Regions from separate parts of the Hordeum vulgare genome. Here region 2 is linked to region 1. Evidence: chromatin contacts called from public Hi-C data. All regions are on one chromosome and are shown on one strand. The core of a region is the stretch at or near the end of the contact, and the rest is flanking DNA. Distances in the headings are between cores, read along the strand shown.

Region 1 (4,037 bases), core at 720-3,219:
TTTTTTCTATTTTTCATGCATTTAATAATTTTTTAAGCTAAATGACCCTGAAATTGAAAATCACTACAAATGAATTCTGAAAAAGTTGAAATTTGGCATAGTATCATAATTTCACCCACATGACAGTTGCTACAAAGTTAAGAGGGTTACGACAAAAACTTGATGCACTTTGTGTACAAAATGGACAATCTCTTTCGAAGTATCACAATTTCACACGAAAAATCATCTGTTACATAGGGAATTTATTTTTTAGAACTTATTTTAACTCTAGACTTTTTGTACGTTTAGTATGCATAATTCAAAGCCACGTGATCAATTTTAACTCTTTTCTGACTTCATTTTCTATTTTCATGCATTTAATGATTTTTTAGCTAAATGACCCTGAAATTGAAAAGCGCTACAAATGAACTATGAAAAGATTGAAACTTGGCATGATGTCATAATTTCACACATATAGCATGTGACAAAAAGTTGAGAGGTTACGACAAAAACTGGATGTACCTTGTGTACAAACTGGACAATATCTTTCGAAATATCAGGTTTTCGGACGAATATTTATTTGTTAAAAAGTGATTTCATTTTTTAAACATATTTTAACACCAGACTTTTTTTGCATTCAGTATGCATCATTCAAAGCCACGTAATTAATTTTCAACCATTTCTGACTTTATTTTTTTATTTTTCATGCATTTAATGATTTTTGAGTTAAATGATCCTGAAATTGAAAAGCGGTAGAAATGAACTCTGAAAAGGTTGAAACTTGAGATGATATTATAATTTCATTCACATAACATGTGCTAAAAAGTTGAGAGAATTATGACAAAACTGGATGCATCTCGTGTACAAACTTGGCAATCTCTTTCGAAACATTAGGGTTTCGGACGAAAACTAATGTGTTACAATGAGATTTCAATTTTTAGAACATATTTTAATTCCAGACTTTTTGTGCGTTTAATATGCACCACTCAAAGCCACGTAATCAATTTTCAACCATTTTCTGACTTTATTTTCTATTTTTATGTATTTAATTATTATTTTTAAGCTAAATGGTCCTGAAATTGAAATGCACTACAAATGAACTCTGAAAATGTTGAATCTTAACATGACATTATAATTTCATCCACATAGCATGTGCTAAAAAGTTGAGAGAATTACGACAAAAACTGGATGCACTTCATGTACAAACTGGACAATATATTTCCGAGTATGAGGGTTTCGGATGAAAACTCATATGTTACAAAGAGATTTCATTTTTAACATATTTTAATTTTAGACTTTTTGTGCGTTCGGTATGCACCATTCAAAGTCATGTAACCAATTTTTAATCCTTTTTTCTATTTTCATGTATTTAATGATTGTTTTGAGCTAAATGATCGTGAAAGTGAAAAGCGTTACAAATGATCTTTGAAAATGTTGAAACTTGGCATGATATCATAATTTCATTCACATAACATATGCCAAAAAGTTAAGAGGGTTACGACATAAACTGGATGCACTTCGTGTAAAAACTGGACAATCTCTTTCGAAGTATCATGGTTTCGGACGAAAATTTATCTTTTTTATAAAGTGATTTTATTTTTAAAACTTATTTTAACTCCACACTCTTCGTGCGTTCAGTATTCGCCATTCAAAGCCACGTAATCAATATTCAACATTTTTCTGTCTTTATTTTTTGTTTTCCATGTATTTAATGATTTACAAACGAAAATCAGATCTCGATTTATTTCAGCAAAAGGATCGAAACACAAAATTTAGCATTTTTTGTTTTCCATGTATTTAATGATTTATAAAGGAAAATCAGATCTCGATTTATTTAGCCGGCGGCAGATGCTTTTTGGCAGCCGATGGCTCCTACGGCATGGATCCAGCACCCCTGAGTCGCCGGCATTTGTGTCACGCTCTCCTTGGGGCAATACAAAGGACGGGGACGAAAGAAACCGCCGCTCCACCACCTGGGCTGGGCACATGGTATACAGAACAGATCGCACCGCCCTCCTCCTCCTCCTCCTCCTCCTGCCTTTTAAAACCCCACCCCACAGCCTGCGAGCATCTCTCCCCCACGCTTTGCAGGCCCGCCCCCTCCACCCACCCACCAGGCACACCCACCGCTGCCGGCAATGGCGGCGGCGGCGGCGGCGGCGGCGGCGGGGGAGGATTACTGGGGCCTGTTCCGGGAGGAGACGGACTGGTACAACGAGATCTTCCTCAGCGCGGTCGTCCCCGGCGGCGGCGGCTGGTGGCGGGCGCTGCCGCACCCGCTCCGCTCCTGGCTGCGCAACTGCATCGGCGGCTACCTCCTCTACTTCGCCACCGGCTTCCTCTGGTGCTTCGTCATCTACTACTGGAAGCGCAACGCCTACATCCCCAAAGGTCCCGCCTTTAACCCTCCCCTCCCCTCCCCACATGCTAGCACAGTAGTGTCCTAGAATCCTACCGGTCCCAGAGTATTAATTCTCCTACCCCTCGCCCTCCCCTTGTTGATTAATTGGTTCTTCTCCTCCGAGGATTTGGTGAGGATTGAAAGTGTGTTCCGTGAAAGGGATTTGGGCTTGGGCCTCACTGCTCCCGTGAGCCAAGAAAATGACGGCGAGAGGTCGATTTGTTGGTGAGGTAAGAAAAGGAATGCCGCCGCCTTTCGATCCCCAATTTATCAGTGTTTCCGTCTGGAATTCACTGCTCAAGATTCGGGGGGCTTCGTGGCATTTATCCACCAGCTGCTGGGCCTGTGTGTGCTCAACTCCAACCTCTCAGTTTGGTTGGGAGGTTTGGGGTCACATCTTGGGTTTGTCCGCAGGCTCGTCGATGGTCACAAAGATCGACTGAGCAGACACTTCTCTGTCCAACAGATCGCCTGAATAGATACTGAAGGACAAATATATGGCAATCATTGCACTGGGGCAGGAGTCCAATCCTGCTGTTTTTCCAAGCACTAATAAGCAGTTCGTTGCTTGATCGAGCTGGTATTTGCTTGTTGAACCAAACCTCCTGCTTCATTACTGCTTGGTTATATTATGGGACGGAGGGAGTATTTTCTCCTGTTTGTGTTCTTGATCAGATCGCGGATCAAGTTAGATGAGAGGGATAAAAGAGAGCTTGCACGTTACTCGTGGATGTGAGACAGCTAACATTTTGAAGTGGCTGATGTATACTTAGACTGCCAACGTCTTCGGGGCGTTTTTCTAATGCCTCGCCAGATTGCATCATGATTTAATTTATTAGTTTTGCCGGCTTATTAGCTCAATCACATGGAAACAAATGGAGGTCTCTGTCGACCTAGCAATATTCGTGTTTGCTTGTGCTTAAATAGTAGTACTGCTACAACTTGCTGATTCAAGCTCTGTCCTGGGCACTTCCTTAAATGTCCAGGACCTTGCAACCGGGCATTTGTTCATACTCTTCATACCTTAATCACATTGTAACAAATGGACTCCTCTGTGGACCCGTCAGTATTTGTGACGGATACTACTTCTTCTTTTATGCTCTCTCCTGGGCATTTTATAAAATGTCCTGGACCTCGCAATTGTGCATATGCTCATACCAGACAACTCGTCCTTCCGGAACTATGAATAGACGGGGGACCTGTATGGTAGATATTTATCCAAAGTCCTGTATCTTTATTCTGGACCACTTGAACAAAAACTCATAATTGAGTTCACAGATAAGAAAAGGTGGGTTGTCTCTTTCAGAAAACAATTGTAAAATGGATATGACAGCCTATCTTCTCTGCTGTACACTTGTGTCTTGTGATTGTTGACCTGCAATTCATGTGGGACCAAGATTTTCCTTAGTTATGCGAGACAACTGGAACAGAACCTTTTCAGCTGGATTTCTTGCTTCTTTAGAGATTGGATTGCTTTTTGCTGCATGATACTGCTGTGTGCAAGCAAAGTTGTTAGTCCAGTTTGTTTGTTCATCTTCACTTATCATATCTGTTGCATTTGATGTGATTTAGTGTGACGTAGTTTTGGAAATGAAAAAAATGTTTAATCTAATGGCTTCTTGTGATGTATTGTGGAAAAAATGTATAATTAACCAAG
Region 2 (4,516 bases), core at 1,850-4,349, 180 kb after region 1:
GTAAGACGAGGCAAAACCCTAGATGTTTTCGGTGTGTCTTTGGACGACCACAGTAAGCAGTATATATAGAAGGACCAATGTCGGTTCCGTGTCGCGACCACGACTCAAACCAATTTGGTTTGTAAGTCGTATACTTACCGGACAAAAAAATTTCAACTTGTGTGCCAAGACTTTGTCGTGCCCCCACAAGGCATCCAACCGGAATTCGGCGGATCATTCACGCGCATGTCACACGTACGCGCCGCCCGTCAAGGCGAGCGAGCGCGCGTGTAGTTCTCTCGTTTCTCTTCTCAACACACACTTAGAGTGGTGGGGAGAACTTAATATATAAAGAGGTCCAACTCTTCCACCACTAGCGGTACCGGACTAAACTTTAGCACCACCACACCACCACTTGCCATTTTATTCATGGGCTTAATATGAGATTTTGGAATTTGTAGACGAGCCAAACCCATTAATTCTAACAGGAAGCATATCTTTTTTTTCTCGGAAAGGAGGGAAAGCATACAGTACCATTTTCGATAAAACGAGGATTTACAATATCGTTAATTTTATTCATTCATTTCCATTAATTTTAACCAATACAGTACCTTGATTACAATCTCTCAACAGTACAATATATACCAAACGTAGAAACGCAAAACTATACTAGTTGTTGTAGTATGTGGTACAATCCCTTTGCCGACCCCATTAGATCAAATTAATCAATGTGTGCTTGTATGTGTGTAGAGTATTAGTTAGTATACCAAGGAGTATATATAGTATAACTATATATATATATATACTCGGAGATAATAGCCGTAGTAGGTAACCGTTGTCACACGTCCATGTCCAGCACGAGAGGTGTGTCCCCCTTGTCGACGCTGAAGGCCTTGTGCATCTTCCCCGTGGCCGTGGCGAGCTGCACGACGTACGAGCCGTGGTACCCTCTGAACTTGAAGTTGCCGTCGCTGTCGATCTTCCCGCGCGCGTGCGACGTCCACTCCTGCCGCAGGTTGATGAACCTGCATGGACATGATCAGGACAAGCGTCAGCACCAACACATTTCAATCATATGTATTAACCCGACCCAAAGAATCAAATCGAACTAGCAGAGGCCGATCGACCTCTGGCCGGCGTCGTTGATGGTGCCGTCGGCGTTGACGAGGCAGGCGTCCTGGCGCCACATGTGCCCCTGCATGAACCCCCAGAGCACGACGCCCTCGACGGCCGGGTGCGCGTACGCCTCCCGGAGCACCACCTCGAGGTCCTCGGCGCGGAGGCAGACGTCGGACTCGCACACGTCGAGCTCGGTGAGCCAGACGGGCAGGTCGGTGGTGGCGAGCTTGTCGAGCGCGTCGCAGATGATCTCGCCGGCGGGGTTGGTGACGTGGCCCTGCAGGCCGATGCCGCCGACGGGGGCGCCCTTCTCCATGAGCGCGTTGACCTGCGCGATGTACTTGTCCGGGGTGGCGCTGGGGTCGCTGCCGCCCTCGACGTTGTAGTCGTTGACGAAGAGGGCGGCGCCGGGGTCGATCCTGGCCGTCTCCTTGAACATGAAGGCGTTGATGTCGTCGCCGAGGCGGTCCTGGAAGAAGGTGCCGTGGAGCATCTCGTTGTTGACGTCGTAGTGCGGGAACCGGCCGGCGTAGCGGGTGAGGAGGCTGGTGAGGCGGCCCTGGACGGCGGCGGCGAGCTGGTCGTTGGGCAGGTCCTTGACCCACTTCTGCACCATGCGGTCGACGGCCCAGAAGATGCAGTGGCCGCGCACCGGCTTGCCGTGCCGGTCGCAGAAGTCGAGCAGCGCGTCGGGGTCGGCGTAGTTGAGCTGCCCCTGCACCGCCTCCGTGTGGTACCACTTGAGCTCGTTCTCGAACACCGCCCAGTCGAAGTGCTTGGTGAAGTAGTCCACGAACGCCGGCTCCTGGATCACCGCCGGGTTGATGCACGCGCCGAACGCGAAGCTCGTGTCCATCTGCATCACCCGGATCGACGCCCCCGACACCGCCGACGACGCCCCGGCGCCGGCGAACTTGAGCACCACGTCCCGCCTCCGCACCTACGTTCATGCACGGTCCGCATGAGTCGTTGCGTTACTTACGTGTCAAACAAAACACCAGTTTGGTGCCACCGTAGCTGCCTACGTACATTTATGCGGTTTGGTGGCAGGCTATGCGTACGTACGTGTCAACCGAAACCAAGCAGTAAGTCGCTATCAGTTTGGAGTGATAGATGGTGTGATGATGGGAGAGGTGACTCACCTTGTCAGTCTTCTTCCTGAGCTTCTTGAAGCGGGCCTTGCGGTCCGTGGCGAACACCTGGAGATCCATCACCTTGACGTCGACGCCGGGGGGCGCGCCCTGGACGTGCACCGCGGCGCCGGACGGCGGGATGGCTTTGAGCCGGAACACGCCCTTGATCTCCGTCCACCTGCCGGCCTCGGCGCACACCGCGCCGCCCTCGACCACCATCGCGCACTCCCCGCCCTCGCCGCCGTCCAAACGAATGTTGACGCGCACCGCGTGCTCCCCGGCGGCGCCGTCGCCGAGGCCGATCCACCCGGCCACCCGGTACGTGACCCTGGGCTTGAGCGCGCCGGCGGGGATGGCCTGGCAGAGGCCGTCCTCCTCGCCGCCGCGGCCCGCCGCCAGAATGTACCTGCCGCTCGGCCTGTACCCGTCCTCCACGTCGTTGATGGTCTCCGTGGGCACCCTGGCCGACTCCTCATGGCGCACCGACAGCTCCGTGCACGCGCCTACCGCCGCCCACCCGGCGAGCCCGTCCTCCAGCGCGCTGTTCCGGATCACGTTGGCGTCGAACTCCACCCCGTGAGCGCAGCTGCAGGCCATGGAGCTAAGAGGACGAGGAGGAGGCAGGGGAGGAGGAGCGTGCTTGTCGTCGGTGGCAGGTGGCGCGGTGGTGCGGTGAGATGGGGGAGGGATCGCGGCGGCCGGCGGTATATAAAGGGGGGAAGGTCGGCCATCGGGATCACGGCGAAGCAGCTCGAAAGCAGCGCACCGAACGGCCGTCGCAAAATATTGCAGAGGCTCGAAGCAACCACCGCACCTCCACAGACCATGCATCCTTTTTTTCCCCTTCTGTCTCTCTCTCTCTCCCTGCTTTTGAGTGACAGTAAAGCTTGCGCAAGGCCTGGCGGTCGCATCGCGCGAACTTGAGGAGACCGGCCGCGACTGGCGTGTGGGCCCGGGCCGGCGTGTCAGCGGGGCGGCTGTTGGATCTGATAGGCTGTTTTGTTTGTGGTAAGCATGATGGTGATGATTACAGGCACTACCAGAAGCATGATCGATGGGTCCGTCCATGCTCCTTTTCTTGGCTTTGGGAGGAAGAGACGAGTAATTTAAAGCGAGCTTGGTGGCCCAACACACATGCAGATTTCATCAGCTCGATCGATCGATCAGGAATTGGACCAATCGGGGCTTAGATTCTACATCAACTTTCCGTCGTAATCCCAGGACATTATATCCCTCCCTATTCTAATCTTAACTGGACTTTGCAGTGCAGCAGCCACCGAAACCGACACCAACACAACACCAACCTCAGTAACTCAACGCACCGTCAAGCGCCATTTGCCTACGATCAAATTCCCAAGAGTACCGGACCGGCATTATTATTATATTATTTTAAAAGAAGAGAAGAGCAAGAGGAGGACGACGCTGGCATGCAACGGAATGCAAGGCAGAGGACCGGGCCGGCGGCAACAACGTTGGACCCGTGCGTACGTCCATGACGGCGGTGGGATCGAGGAGGATCGGCGAGACGGCGACGCCTCGGCCAACTTGCGGCCGCCCCACCAACGGGGAAACATGCATGGCGGTCGACGGCGGCCACGACGATGGGCCGTGGGATTTAGGCTTACGAAATGGGATTACCAAGCTTCAAGACACGAGCATCGCCCGGCTAAAAGCGAGGTTTGGTGGCCCGTTCCGTTTTCTGTGGCTGTAAATGTCGTGTGTTTACACAGGCCAATCACGAGCCGAGCCTCTCCACTTACATACATGGATGGATGGGAACGAAATCATTAGGCTGCTCATAATGGGAAGTAACTAGGAGTAGTAACATAATGTTGTTACTACTCTATGTTACTACCTCCATAGTGGGGAGTAACATACATGTGGTGTCATGCAAACTAGCATTTATTAGGTTATAGACACATAATGCATTGAAATATGTGATGTGATGGTAACTAGCTATGTTACTACCACCATCTCTCTCCGCATTAATTACTTGCCATGTCGGATTTTTTACCTACGTGGCGTTGATGTTACTACTTAGTTACTTCTCACTATGGCTAGTCTTATTCTGATATTCTCAACTATCTTTGCTATGAACTGAACTCGATATAAAAGTATTTCACGATCTGATCCTTTTGATAACGTCATAGCCCGTGTCGTACTGTCCAACATAGAAACGCCAACCAAAATAACATTTCGGTACTTACCCAGCCGAGCATGCGTACGTAACAGGTCAGAAAACATCGAGCTAGATGACATTTCTGAAAACACCATTAACCCTAGCG

What was found. A called contact is a pair of places that touch in the nucleus more often than the background predicts.
Region 2: a contact with region 1 is called in a Hi-C map of leaf, with 2.4 times the contacts expected there. The contact joins the promoter of LOC123439269 here to the promoter of LOC123442563 in region 1. A contact is called at or near these places in 3 of 6 Hi-C or Micro-C datasets (leaf and seedling).

The regions. Positions count from the first base shown.
Region 1 is chr3H:14,056,950-14,060,986 of MorexV3_pseudomolecules_assembly, forward strand. LOC123442563 (delta(7)-sterol-C5(6)-desaturase-like) reads left to right here and starts at 1,970. Exons shown (of 3, transcript XM_045118642.1): 1 at 1,970-2,370. The coding sequence starts at 2,118.
Region 2 is chr3H:14,236,600-14,241,115 of MorexV3_pseudomolecules_assembly, forward strand. It overlaps LOC123439269 (endo-1,4-beta-xylanase 1-like), which reads right to left and starts at 3,100. Exons shown (of 3, transcript XM_045116005.1): 1 at 2,241-3,100; 2 at 1,107-2,038; 3 at 534-1,004. The coding sequence starts at 3,062. The coding sequence ends at 818.